Regions from separate parts of the Mus musculus genome. Here all the other regions are linked to region 2. A link is a contact called in public ChIA-PET and HiChIP or PLAC-seq data. All regions are on one chromosome and are shown on one strand. The core of a region is the stretch at or near the end of the contact, and the rest is flanking DNA. Distances in the headings are between cores, read along the strand shown.

Region 1 (4,500 bases), core at 779-3,278, 180 kb after region 2:
TCTGCTCCCTTCCGCCGGTTCTATGCTGGCGCAGCGTTTTCCCCACCAGGCAGCCAGCAAGGCCACTCCTTCTAATAGTGCCAAGCCTTATAGGCCAAAAATTCTCACACCCGAGTCTGTGTGGGTCATTTGTATTCAAGCCACCACAGCCACATAATCATTTTAATTAAAAATCTTTTCACAATGCCAGGATGGAGCTTGTACTGCTTCCTTGAGAGCTGAGCTTTCTATGAAGTGATGTGAACGAGAGTTCAAGGAAGCCAGAAGAAAGAGATGCAGGGGAGGTGACTCTGAATCTCTAGAGGGGGCAAACCGCGAGGGTATCTAGTTGAGGAGTAGCGAAGAGGACAAAGGCACTCCAGGCAGAGAGCAAAGCAAGGAGGCAAGAGAGAAAAAAAATGATTGCAGCCCAGGCAGGACTCAGTTAGAACTCTGTCCAGACTTCTAGTCTTGGATTCCTCGTGGACGGTAGAATATGTACACATGATGGACCTGGCATGTGCTGATGGAACGAGTGGGCCAAATGACAACAAATGCCAAGTAACCTATTAGTTCATTAGCCTCCTACTTCATTGTCTACCTCCATTGGGATCTCTTGCAAACCATACATAGGAGAAAGGGGACGATTTCAAACCTTCATTAGCTATGCTCTTCCATTCTGCCTTAGATTCTTAGGCTAGCCAAAAAACGACAGATCTTCTCAGGGAACTTGAGAATCAACTCTAGGGTGTGAGACACATTGGATCAGAGACCATCTCTGCCTTTGCCTTTCTGCCTCTGCCTCAAGTGCTGGCATGAAAGGGGTGCACCACCACCACGCCCATGTTGAGAACTGTATTTTTTTTTTAGGTTTATTTATTTTTATGTGTATGGCTGTTTTGTATGCATGTACATATGTATGTCATGTGCATTCCTACTCTCCGTGAGAAGAGGTAAGAAGAGGGTGGCAGATCCCCTGGAACTACAGTTACACATGGTTCTGAGCCTCCATATAGATACTGGGAATCAATCAAACCTGGGTGACCTCCAAGAACAAGTGTTGTTAACTACCAAGACACGTCTACAGCCTGAGCACCGTGCTGTATGTTTGGAAGTGCTGCAGCTGGTTCTCCACACCTGCTCTTTGCGTATTTTTGCAACCCTGTCCTCTTTCTCCTGCTTCTAGGAAGACTCTGCTAAGATGGGTGGGGAGTTGGTTTTTGAGATACTATGGGGCTGGACCACGCCTATTTCCGCATCCTGCTGGTCCTCTCATTTTGCCCTACCTCCTCTTCTCAGTTCCTTTTTAATGTGTAATCTAAAACTGTCTCTGCCTAAATCCACCATAAAACCTTGCTCATTTGCTCCTGCCGTATCTTCTCTTCTAGTTCAAAGCTTTGCTGTCTGCCATGCTGGGCAGAGAAAACAGCAGGCACAGTGCAGAAAGGCATAAGAAAAGGGCCGGAGGCTGGCCAGACCTGATTTCTAGAAGATTCTGGTGAGACTCATAATCTTAACATCTTTCTGCATGTGGAGAATAAATGGGAAAGTTCACCATAACTGACACATGACTTAGGCAAACCTGACTCTGAGTTTCAATAAGGTACAAGAATTGATACCTGCTGTAGCTATCTCATAGACCTCTCGTGTGATCAGGAGCATAAGACATGATTCCCAATGTCAGGTAGTGAGTTGACTTGGTGTCTCCTCCTGTAGAAGCAGGCTGCATGCGGAACAGGGCAGAGGGCCATGTGAACGGACAGATGGGCGTTGCTGGAGGTGGCTGGAGATAGTCAACTCCCCTCTGCGACGCTGGTGGTCTCTGCCCAGTCACAGCCTCTCCTTACTCCCCACAGGCAACAGCAGATTCGGCCTCAGTGCTCAAAGTGCACTGCTGAAAAATCCATTCTTTTAAGCCAAGCTATTTTTCTTGTTGATCTCTAGTGGGTAGGAGAATTTGAAATCTCATTCCATGTGGTGTGATGGTAGTGGTCTGCTTTCCTGTTGTGTATGGTAATTCGTGAAATAGAGAAAAAACAGAAAAACCTCATACGACTTCCGGTTTTGGGTTTTGCTTCCTGATTGAAGGGCAGGCGCCCTGACTTCTCTTACAGTTGTCTCCAGTGTTCTGGGGAAGCTTCTCTAAGTATTATGTGCTTCATAAAACAGGGATGGTGTCTGGTCCTGGAACTGCTACTGCTGCCCTTGGGAACTGGATTTCAAGGTAGCTTCCTCCAAGTGTCCGGCTGTGCACTGAAGGCATGGCCAGCTGGGAAAGGGGAGGTGGGATGTAGCTCAACCCTGGAAATGAGCATGCTCCTGGGCTGGGTGCTACCATGCTCGCAGCGGGACTGGGGGGAAGGCTGGGACGTGTTCCTCAGCTCTGGAAAACGAGGCCCCATCTCTTTTCCCAGGAGGACAAGAGAAACGGGACCTGGGGAGGTGGGGAAGTAGGACCCTTGTACTACATATACCTCATGCCTGGTGCTCTGTGAAGGAATTTTTAGTAAGAGGAAGCTCTCTGCTAAAAGGAGCTCCGTTTTTTTTTAATATATTTTTTATTACGTATTTTCCTCAAATACATTTCCAATGCTATCCCAAAAGTCCCCCATACCCTCCCCCCCACTTCCCTACCCACCCATTCCCATTTTTTTGGCCCTGGTGTTCCCCTGTACTGGGGCATATAAAGTTTGCAAGTCCAATGGGCCTCTCTTTCCAGTGATGGCCGACTAGGCCATCTTTTGATACATATGCAGCTAGAGTCAAGAGCTCAGGGGTACTGGTTAGTTCATAATGTTGTTCCACCTATAGGGTTGCAGATGCCTTTAGCTCCTTGGGTACTTTCTCTAGCTCCTCCATTGGGGGTCCTATGATCCATCCAATAGCTGACTGTGAGTATCCACTTCTGTGTTTGCTAGGCCCCGGCATAGACTCACAAGAGACAGCTCTATCTGGGTCCTTTCAGCAAAATCTTGCTAGTGTGTGCAATGGTGTCAGCATTTGGAAGCTGATTATGGGATGGATCCCGGGATATGGCAGTCTCTAGATGGTCCATCCTTTCGTCACAGCTCCAAACATTGTCTCTGTAACTCCTTCCATGGGTGTTTTGTTCCCAATTCTAAGAAGGGGCAAAGTGTCCACACTTTGTTCTTCGTTCTTCTTGAGTTTCATGTGTTTAGCAAATTGTATCTTATATCTTGGGTATCCTAAGTTTCTGGGCTAATATCCACTTATCAGTGAGTACATATTGTGTGAGTTCCTTTGTGATTGAGTTACCTCACTCAGGATGATGCCCTCCAGGTCCATCCATTTGGCTAGGAATTTCATAAATTCATTCTTTTTAATAGCTGAGTAGTACTCCATTGTGTAAATGTGCCACATTTTCTGTATCCATTCCTCTGTTGAGGGACATCTGGGTTCTTTCTAGCTTCTGGCTATTATAAATAAGGCTTCTATGAACACATGCCCTTCTTACCAGTTGGAACATCTTCTGGATATATGCCCAGGAGAGGTATTGCTGGATTCTCTGGTAGTACTATGTCCAATTTTCTGAGGAATCACCAGACTGATTTCCAGAGTGGTTGTACAAGCTTGCAATCCCACCAACAATGGAGGAGTGTTCCTCTTTCTCCACATCCTCGCCAGCATCTGTAGTCACCTGAATTTTTGATCTTAGCCATTCTGACTGGTGTGAGGTGGAATTTCAGGGTTGTTTTGATTTGCATTTCCCTGATGATTAAGGATGTTGAACATTTTTTCAGGTGCATCTCAGCCATTCGGTATTCCTCAGGTGAGAATTCTTTGTTTGGCTCTGAGCCCCATTTTTTTAATGGGGTTATTTGATTTTCTGGAGTCCATTTTCTTGAGTTCTTTATATATATTGGATATTAGTCCCCTATCTGATTTAGGATAGGTAAAGATCCTTTCCCAATCTGTTGGTGGTCTTTTTGTCTTATTGATGGTGTCTTTTGCCTTGCAGAAGCTTTGCAACTTTCTGAGGTCCCACTTATCGATTCTTGATCTTATAGCACAAGCCATTGCTGTTCTATTCAGGAATTTTCCCCCTGTACCCATATCTTCGAGGCTTTTCCCTACTTTCTCCTCTATAAGTTTCAGTGTCTCTGGTTTTATGTGAAGTTCCTTAATCCACTTAGATTTGACCTTAGTACAAGGAGATAGGAATGGATCAATTCACATTCTTTTACATGATAACCGCCAGTTGTGCCAGCACCATTTGTTGAAAATGCTGTCTTTTTTCCATGGTTTTAGCTCCCTTGTCAAAGATCAAGTGACCATAGGTGTGTGGGTTCATCTCAGGGTCTATAAATGGTTTTTAATAAACTTTATTAATCCTAATACAACTCTGTCAGCCCCGTAATACTTCAGAGCCCTATGGACTTAATCAGCTCTAGTGCAATACGGGGGTTGGGGGGGGAGGGAATTACCCCTAGTCTAACTATCTGTATGTTAGACTGTCAACTTCCACAGCTATGCTCTCCAGATACTTGCTGTTGTGTCATC
Region 2 (4,291 bases), core at 840-3,339:
AATGAACTTTTCTTTGGTTTTGTTATCACAGCAACAGGAAAGCAACTGATGCAATTATGAACACTCTTTTGTTCTCTGCTGGACATGTTCGGCTATCCATGGTATGTCCATCCTGTTTCTTTATTTTATTGTTTTCTTTAGGCAGGTATCCCAGGCTGGACCGTGAACTCCCTATACTCCCGCCCTCACCTATTGATGACACTGAGGATGATAAAGAAAAGTGGGAAAGTATCTTTGGAAACTTTCTTGCTTCAGTCATGGATAGCTTGGAGTGTTAAGGTGTCAGGCTATCCAATGGCCACTAGAGGCACCCAAACCGTTGGCTTTCAGGTCCTTTGTTTTGCAAAGCAGAGAAGGAATTTCCGAGAGGTTAGAAGGGAGATTTGTTATAGGGTTACAGGTGGGAGTTGTGGGAGCTCCTATCCAGCAGAAGTAGGCCCCAGGTGGGGCACTGTGGAGCGTTTATCCCAGGGAATTTTGTAGAAACAGAAGTGAGGCGTGAAGCAGGCAATGAACTGGTCAGTGCAGTAGCCCATCCAGGAGACATCCAAGAGCCTTTCCATGATTTCAAGTCTGTTCCAGGAAGAGAGAAAGTTCAACTTCCTTTCCAGTGTACTTTGGTGGGCAGAGCCAAAGATGCTTTGCCAAGCAGACCGAGGGCATTCTGTGTTTGAAGTTCCTGCCACTTTGTTACCTGTTCTTTTTTTTTTTTTTTAAGATTTATTTATTATTATATCTAAGTACACTGTAGCTGTCTTCAGACACACCAGAAGAGGGAGTCAGATCTCATTACGGATGGTTGTGAGCCACCATGTGGTTGCTGATTTGAACTTCGGACCTTCGGAAGAGCAGTCGGTGCTCTTAACCACTGAGCCATCTCTCCAGCCCCCTTGTTACCTGTTCTTATTACTGAGGTATTTTAGCTATAAGGAGACTGAGGTATTTCAAAGGGACAGTCTCTGTCCTTAAGGGAAAGGTCTTGGGTGGGAGAGTAGTTTTCATTTTTTTGGGGGGGGAGGGACTGGGGGGAGATGGGGAATTGCATCATAGTCTAGCCCCTCCCACAGCTCTGAGGGTAACCTGTCCCTTCTGCTCGAGTGGCTGCATTTATTTTTTAGAATGTATCTGCCTTTATTTGTATGAATATTTTGCCTGCGTATCTGAGCGTTGCTTGGCACTGATGGAAGTCAGAAGGGGGCGCTAGTTCTTCCTCAGCTACAGAGCTGGGTTAGCCATCTTGCTAGAAAATTGTACGTGCCTTAAGTCCATAACCACCTTGCACTTAAATAAAATATTAAAAATAATGGTTTATACATATGTTCACTGAGACCACAACATAACGCAGCTAGATAAAAAACAGCTTAATAAATAACATGTCTACAGACTTCCCACAAAAACTTAGTATTTGCTTTTAAAGGCTTATTTACTTTATCGGTTATGAGACACAACGCCATGCGACTGAGCCCTTTTAACCAATGAGCTGTCTCTTTAGCCTAAGCTCAAGCCATTTTTACCTTACAGTGGTTAACACTGAAGACAAGAAAATACATAGAGCACACAATAAAGACTGTTAATTCTAACTTTGGTTAACACTGAAGACAAAAAAATACATAGAGCACACAATAAAGACTGTTAATTCTAACTTTAAACATTATTAATAGCCTTGCTAAAGCAAGGCCTCAAAAAATTAGTGTAAGACTCAGAATTGTTCCTCTCCACGGAAATCTTTAGTAAAAGGCGAAAGATTTATACGATCTGAAGAGAAACCAGAGTATACCCAGCTGTCCTAGTGTACAGTTCTCGGCCGACTGTATTTCCTAGACAACTAATGGTGACTATTTACTCCTAAAGACACTGACTACTTTATTATATCAGATAAATCTTTGAAGGTTCTATCACATTAAGGAATAAAAGGAATAAAACAGAACAACGAAAACAACACGCTACCCTTTTAAATTATACAACCATCTGTGTGCACTGCATTGTGGGTATGCAAATATCGCGGAGAAGCCGCGTGGCCCGCTCGGTTTCCGGAAGTGCCTCGAATTTGTCCCAGATGTCTCTAGGCGCTGGGCGGCCACCAGGGGTCAGAGCGAAAGCCAGATTCACAAGCGCACAGACTTCCAATTTCCAAGTGTGATTTTGGTGCGCTTGTGATTCCAGCACCGGTCGGAGAGGCGGAGTCAAGGCGGGGGAATCATTGAATTTGAGTACTTTCTGGTCTGCACCGCGAGGGCCGGGCCAGTCAGGCCCGGATCCGCGCCCGCCATGGCCGACAAGATGGACATGTCTTTGGACGACATCATTAAGCTGAACCGTAACCAGCGCCGGGTGAATCGAGGCGGCGGGCCTAGGAGGAACCGGCCCGCCATCGCCCGCGGCGGCAGGAACCGGCCGGCACCGTACAGTAGACCGAAACCACTTCCGGACAAGTGGCAGCACGACCTATTCGACAGCGGCTGCGGGGGTGGGGAAGGCGTGGAGACCGGTGCCAAGCTGCTCGTGTCAAACCTGGACTTCGGGGTGTCAGATGCTGACATTCAGGAACTCTTTGCTGAATTTGGAACGTTGAAAAAAGCCGCTGTGGACTACGATCGCTCTGGACGAAGTTTAGGGACGGCGGATGTACACTTTGAACGGAGGGCAGATGCCCTGAAGGCTATGAAGCAGTACAAGGGCGTCCCTTTGGATGGCCGCCCTATGGACATCCAGCTTGTCACGTCACAGATCGATCCACAGCGAAGACCTGCACAAAGCGGAAACAGAGGCGGCATGACAAGGAGCCGTGGCTCTGGAGGCTTTGGTGGCCGCGGCAGCCAGGGAAGGGGTAGAGGCACTGGCAGGAACTCAAAGCAGCAGCAGCTTTCTGCAGAGGAGTTGGACGCACAGCTGGATGCTTACAATGCAAGGAGGGACACCAGCTAAACAACCGAACAAATCCGCACAAGAACCGGGACCCAGACGCCTCGTCTGTGATGCCTTAGAGGGAGGGTAGGCAACTGGACTGTGCAGACAATGGTGAATTTGGTTTTTTGTTTCTTTTTACTTCCTGTTTTAAAATAGGATCTAAAAACTCATGTAAAGTTTTTTTTTTTTTTTTTTTTTAAATTCTGAAACAGACCTGTTTTGTACTGAGTTATTTTTTGGGATAAGTTTTCCTGGGTGCTGTTGTGGAGAAGGTGGCATTTTCACCTTTGTCATAATAAAATAGAAATGTGTGTAGAACTGGAAAAATTAAAAAAGAAAAAGAAAAATTACAAATTACAATATGACTTTTATGGACAGAACACATGACTGACTAGCATGCATGAAGAAGTGGGTTTCATTCTCAGCTCCATCATGTAAGAATAAAACAAGAATTGAAAAAACCTTGCCTTTGATGCAGCTCAGTGGCAGAATGCCTACTCACCATGAGCAAGGAAGGCGGTGGGTTTAATTACATGGAAAGTCTTTTCTGTCTGGTAGGGGTGGTACCTACCTGACCTCTCAGCGTTGGTAAGGCTGAGACAGGAGTTTTAGTGAGATATGACTAATCTAAAATAAAATCAAAGGCAGGGGTGGTGGTGGTGGCGGCGGCTCATGCCTTTAATACTAGCTTCTAGGATATACAGGCTCCACAGAGAAACCTTGTTTCAAGCCCCTCTCCCCAAAACCCTGCCCCCCCAAACAACAACAAAACAAAAAACAAACACCAACTTTCTTTTTTTTTAACATAATATTTTTGTGAATTATTTGGGACTTTCACACTGTGTACCATGATCAAGCTCACTTCCCACTCCTCCCGTTGTATCTTTAATTTTCCAAATCTTATTATTATTATTTTATTTTATTTTTTTCCGAGACAGGGTTTCTCTGTGTAGCCCTGGCTGTCCTGGAACTCACTTTGTAGACCAGGCTGGCCTCGAACTTAGAAATCTGCCTGCCTCTGCCTCCCAAGTGCTGGGATTAAAGACGTGCGCCACCACAGCCCAGCCCAAATCTTATTTTTAATGATAGTTCTTAAACGCTTTAACCTCCCTTGTAGCCCACCACCCACCAAAGTGGTGGGAAAGAGAGGATACGGGGGAAGTGCACCTGTTTAGAAAGATTCTTTGGAGTAAACCCCCTCTGTGTTGTTTGGAAATCAGCAATTCAGTTCACTGGTCATTGAGCAGCACAGTTTGATCTACTTGCAAATACTTCACTGATACACCAGGGTTGTGGATAGCCATGGGGCTAATTATATTTGATGAGTTCGGCACTCAGGTGAACCTGCTTCCCACCTTAATTTGTAAAATAAAGGAGAACTGTT
Region 3 (4,796 bases), core at 1,119-3,618, 130 kb after region 2:
TGTTGCTCCCCCTTCTTTCTCTTAATTAGGTTTCTCCGTCTGAGAACTCATTTCTCACATTTCACAAGTCCTCCACCACGCAGGTTGGAGGGCTGTATGTGGTGGGCCTGGGAGGTGGTGTGACTTTTCACACTGACAAGCTGGTGGTTTCCTTTGCCTACAGGTCGAGCTCAAGAGGAAGGAACCTTTTGCAGCTAATATCGTGAAATATTGAGTTCATAGATTTCAGGCCCCATTTAATTCAAGGGTGGGGTGGTGGTGATGGAGATGAGAGTGTGATGATAGTCCTAATTATTTACTATGTGAGTTAGTTCCCAGAGAAGAGGAGACGGCAAGTGTTGGAGTCAAAGCCCAGGCTCTCTTTGTCTGCCCATAACCCACCACAGATTCAAGCCACAGGCTCTGACAGAAATTAATCTTTTCCTGTGATCACTGTGGGAGGGTCTTCCTCTATTCTCCCATAGAGGGGCATTTTCCACCTTCCGAAACCACAGTTTTAGTAGGTGGGTTTCAGATTTCCCCTTCACCTCCTCTTAGCAGACGCCAGCTCTTTTGCTCTCACCACAAATCTATTTAAAATGTCTTCCATTCTGCTATACAGTGAACATTTTCTTAAATTGAAAAGCATTTGGAAAATGAACACACACACACACATACACACACACACACACACGTACACACACGTACACACACGTAAGAGACAAACTTGTACTCTCTCCAGCAACCAGTCTTAATAGTTTTGATGTATTTTCTTTCATTTGTTTCATACACATAGATTTATTTTAAATATACTTCATATTAACTGAAGGGCAGAGAAGAGAATTGGCTTCTCTCCCTCTTCCTCTCCTTTTTATTTATTTAGGAACAGTGTCTCATCTATCTCACCAGCCCACTCCCCCCCCCTCGGCTTGTTAACACAGGAGTCTTGAGTTTCTGACCTTTTTGCCAACACCTGTGGAGTGCAGCCATTACAGCCACACACGACGACACTCAGTTCACACCGTGCTTGGGCTGCTTGGGTTTCTTGCAAGGCATGTCTTTCAGTGCAGTGGTACTCATGGAGCGCATTCAGTTCTGCGTGTTACCTTTTCCACTTGTGATGCCATGACATTTTCTAGCTTTACACAAATGTATGACGTGTCCTTCCCTCCCTCCCTCCCTCCCTCCCTCCCTCCCTCTCTTCTTTCTTCCTTCCTTTCTTTCTTTCTTTTTTTTTAGACAGGGTTTCTCTGTGTAGTTCTGGCTGTCCTGGAACTCACTCTGTAGACCAGACTTGAACTCAGAAATCTGCCTGCCTCTGCCTCCCAAGTGCTGGGATTAAAGGTGTGTGCCACCACCACCTGGCTTTTTTTTTTTTTAAAGATAAGGTCTTATATAGTCTAGATGGACCTCAAATAATTCTAGATGGACCTAGATGGTCCTTCTGGCTAAGATTATAAGCAAGTTCTACCATAAATTAATTTTAATTTTCACAAAAAGTAAATGCATAAAACCAACAATTAATAATAATAATAATAATAATAATATTGACAGCGTCTTCCTATACAGTCCATGCTGACCTCAAATTTGTGGCTCGCCTTTCAGTGCTGGGATTATAGGCATAGATCCCCCACACCTGACTATAGAACCTGTGTTTAAAAAATTTAGCTTAATTACATTATTTTATGTGTATAGACATTTTATTGGTATGTATATGTATGTACCGTGTACATGCCTGGTGCCCATGGAAACCAAAGGAGGGCACCAGATGCCCTGGAACTGGAGTTACAGATGGTTGTGAGCCACCTCCTCAGTGCTGGGGATTAAGCCTGAGTCCTTTGGAAAACCAGCCAGTCCTTTTAACTGCTGAGCTGCCTCTCTGGCACTCTGCCCTGCATTCTTAAAGCCTGTGCTCTTAAAGCCTGCGCTCACGTAACCCTCATTTCCCACCTCACTTTTAGGCAGTCTCCAGAGTGTGTCTACTGCAAATAGCAACACAACACATGTTTTCTGTATGCGAATTCTGCAGTGCCTTTAAAATGATCAATACAGAGGACGTGGGTCATGGAGATAAAACTACAGACTAAACTACAGATAAAACTCACAACCACCTGGACCAATGTGAAGCCCTGGCTTCTTCCGGCCATACTGTAAATAGTTCTCTTCAGATGCTGCTCTGCGCCTTACCTCTCACCTTTGAGAGAATTTCAGGGAACCCTTCCTTAATACGTACTGATTTTATTTAAATAATATTTTATTTATTCATAAAAGTAAAGTAATAAACACAGTAATTAGCACACAGTGCTTAGTAGCATTCACAACTGTGCCTTGGACAGATGCCTAGGCAGCTCTGGGCAAAGCCTAGCTCAGCTCTTTGTGGTTATGACAGAGTTGCCACGTGTTGGGGAATACATCCTATTTTTAGCTTTCACTTCCCCTCCCATCAGCTCAAGACAGCATCTTGGCTTCTTCTCTTTTAAACATAGATTTGTCTCCTTGATTTCATATCCCTCAACCCTGGAACCTTAGTTCCCTTTCAGCATTCTCATGAAGACATGTAGTTCTTGTTCTGGGAGCACATCAAATACACACACACACACACACACACACACACACACACACACACACACACACACACACACCCTTACTCTACCTGTTCCCATGTCTCTTCCATGACACTAGAAAAAGAAAATAAGATTTTTTGGGGGAGGATATATGTCTGTTTTACCTAGAAGACTAACCTAGTAGAGGTTCTCAATAAAGACTCATTGGGAACAAACAAACAAACAAACAAACACAACTGTAAAGGTTTTCAAGCCATCAAACCCCAGACTCTATCTGTGATGCTAGGTCTTAGACTAGATCAAAAATTTGTATGCAGGCTATTTCTCTATTTTTAAAGATGGACTCCTCTGTAGGCTCAGGGCGTACACGGTTCCCTTGGAGCATGTAGGTATAGTTGAAGTCCAGATGAGGGGTCCTTGTCCTCCATCATCTGCTTTAAAGGACCTCAAATGGTACCAGACAAACATAGGTGTATGTTTGGATTTTCTGTCCTTGTGCATTTTGGCCATTGGTACCTACATACCCTTCTGGGACTCCGTAGTTAGTATTTCTGTGGCGCCCTATAAAGTGGTTCATGAGATATCAAGCAAGAGTGAGTGTATTGCAACAATCCATGAAAGTGTAACACAGCACCTGGCTCATAGCTGCTGGTTCCATTAATAAATTAATAGACTTATTTGGAGCAATTTCAGGCATCTCCCAGTCATTTTCTCTGGGCTAACTGACAGATTCAGTCACACTGGCAGAAAGGAATACAGATTCTGGGTTTGAGGAGAGTTCTCAGCAATTGGACGATGAACCTCAGAGTCCAAAGAGGCTGAGAATAGCTTATTCTGGAAGGAAGTGGTATCAGCTACCACACTGCCAAAATCCTGGCAGGAGCAACTTACAGGGGAAGGGCCTGCTTTCGATTTTGAGTTCTAGAGGTTATAATCCATTGTCATCAGAGGCATGGCGGCTTTAGGGGCTTGGCCTGTGTTGGAGGGAGTTTGCAATGTCTGCTTCTTCATAACATGGTGGACAGGATTCTGCCTGAGGTGGAGCAGAAGGCTTGCCCAGAGCCAGGAGTGACTGTCACTTTCTAGGCCTGCCTCCTGGAGACTCACCGTCTGCAGACAGACTCTATCTTCTATAGGGTCTACAGCACCCTTAAATAACACCAAGTGTTGAACCACACAAGCCCGCAACCTTGAATCTTTTCGACTCAATCCATAACACTCCCGTCTTGGCTCACAGGTCTTGGCTCAATATGCCTACGGTCATCACACAATGCAAAACACATTCCATCTAACTTCAAGAGTCCCTAGCCATAACAGTTCAATGTCCAATGTCTTTTATGAGATGTAAGGCAAAGTCCTAGTTGTGAGCTCTTAAAAAATAGAAAACTCACATACTTTCAATGCACAATGGCAGAGGAAACATTCACATTCCAAAAGGGAGGGATGGGGCGTGGCAAAGAAAGAGCCAAAGATAGGAGAAAACTCAGCAGAGAGGTATAAGCCTTGAAGCTCCGTATCTGGCATCTTGGGTACATGGTATCATCATGTATGTTCCAATGGGTTTGAGGAGGCCTGTTTCCATGACCTTCCAACCAAAACCACACGTGGCCTCTTTCTCGGGTGTTTTCAGTGCCTGAAAATTTTCTTAGTAGATGCTTTATGTTCTGGGCAGCTCCAGCATCCTTTATGTTTTAGGCAGCTCCAGCATCCTGGAGTCTAAACTGCAAGTTAGGCTTTGCCTTCATAGTTTTATGCAGGCTTACAAGGCAGGTCCATTCAGAAAGCCCAACCTCGATACACGTTGCCTGGTTTTCCTCCCCTGGAACCTTAGTGCAAGCTTCAGTGGCTCCCCAGAGTTTACATTCTGCACGTGTGGACATTGCTGAGTTCTGCTGTCACTCCAGGATGGAGCCATACCTGCTTGGGTCAGGGCTCCAGCAGCCTCTGAGAACCGTGAGAACCCAGAGAAACACTTCCACAGTCTGATGTGCGATGTGGGACACTCTGTGTTCAGGCATTCTTTCTTTTAAATGAAAGCTTTTTTGAATAGGGTTTTTGAAAGACAGGGTTTAGCTCTCAGTGTCCCCTTTCTCTTGTCCTAGGGCACAGTCTGGGCTCATCCCTTTAACCATTACAGTCGAAGCTGAAAAACCCATTTGAAAACCCTTCATGCTGTCTATCAACCTGCATGCTTTTCCCATCTTCCTGTTCCTTTTCTTTGTTTTGAGTTCTGCTGAGGTTTGGTCTGTTGCT

The links. ChIA-PET counts read pairs in DNA pulled down with a chosen protein or histone mark. HiChIP or PLAC-seq counts read pairs in DNA pulled down with a chosen protein or histone mark.
Region 1: a contact with region 2 is called in an RNA polymerase II ChIA-PET map of effector CD8 T cells, with 72 read pairs. The contact joins the promoter of Cd48 here to the promoter of Alyref2 in region 2. A contact is called at or near these places in 5 of 39 promoter capture datasets (embryonic stem cells, hippocampal neurons, pre-B cells and 1 more), 1 of 15 datasets of contacts at CTCF or cohesin (CD8 T cells), 16 of 484 Hi-C or Micro-C datasets (B cells, CD4 T cells, CD8 T cells and 8 more), 10 of 115 datasets of contacts at active chromatin or transcription factors (CD8 T cells, Th17 cells, bone marrow-derived dendritic cells and 6 more) and 3 of 9 other capture datasets (adipose tissue, liver and macrophages).
Region 3: a contact with region 2 is called in a BATF HiChIP or PLAC-seq map of CD8 T cells, with 8 read pairs. The contact joins the enhancer-like site here to the promoter of Alyref2 in region 2. A contact is called at or near these places in 2 of 39 promoter capture datasets (macrophages and pre-B cells), 1 of 15 datasets of contacts at CTCF or cohesin (CD8 T cells), 6 of 484 Hi-C or Micro-C datasets (LSK cells, bone marrow-derived macrophages, cerebral cortex and 3 more), 6 of 115 datasets of contacts at active chromatin or transcription factors (CD8 T cells, bone marrow-derived dendritic cells, bone marrow-derived macrophages and 1 more) and 2 of 9 other capture datasets (liver and macrophages).

The regions. Positions count from the first base shown.
Region 1 is chr1:171,679,964-171,684,463 of GRCm38.p6, forward strand. It overlaps Cd48 (CD48 antigen), which reads left to right and starts at 2,029. Exons shown (of 4, transcript NM_007649.5): 1 at 2,029-2,203. The coding sequence starts at 2,131.
Region 2 is chr1:171,501,389-171,505,679 of GRCm38.p6, forward strand. Alyref2 (Aly/REF export factor 2) reads left to right here and starts at 2,090. Exons shown (of 1, transcript NM_019484.4): 1 at 2,090-3,362. The coding sequence starts at 2,269. The coding sequence ends at 2,925. It overlaps LOC115487699 (a small nuclear RNA gene), which reads right to left and starts at 1,775; the gene lies at 1,660-1,775.
Region 3 is chr1:171,629,278-171,634,073 of GRCm38.p6, forward strand. Slamf7 (SLAM family member 7) reads right to left here. Exons shown (of 8, transcript NM_144539.5): 8 at 3,126-4,796. Among named protein-coding and RNA genes, the nearest start is that of Mir7683, 10 kb to the right of the region's middle. Within about 2 kb of position 2,369, at least 83 of the 459 cell types and tissues checked have an H3K27ac peak or open chromatin away from gene starts, as enhancers often do. A contact at or near this core is called in CD8 T cells, bone marrow-derived dendritic cells, bone marrow-derived macrophages and 1 more, where this site is marked.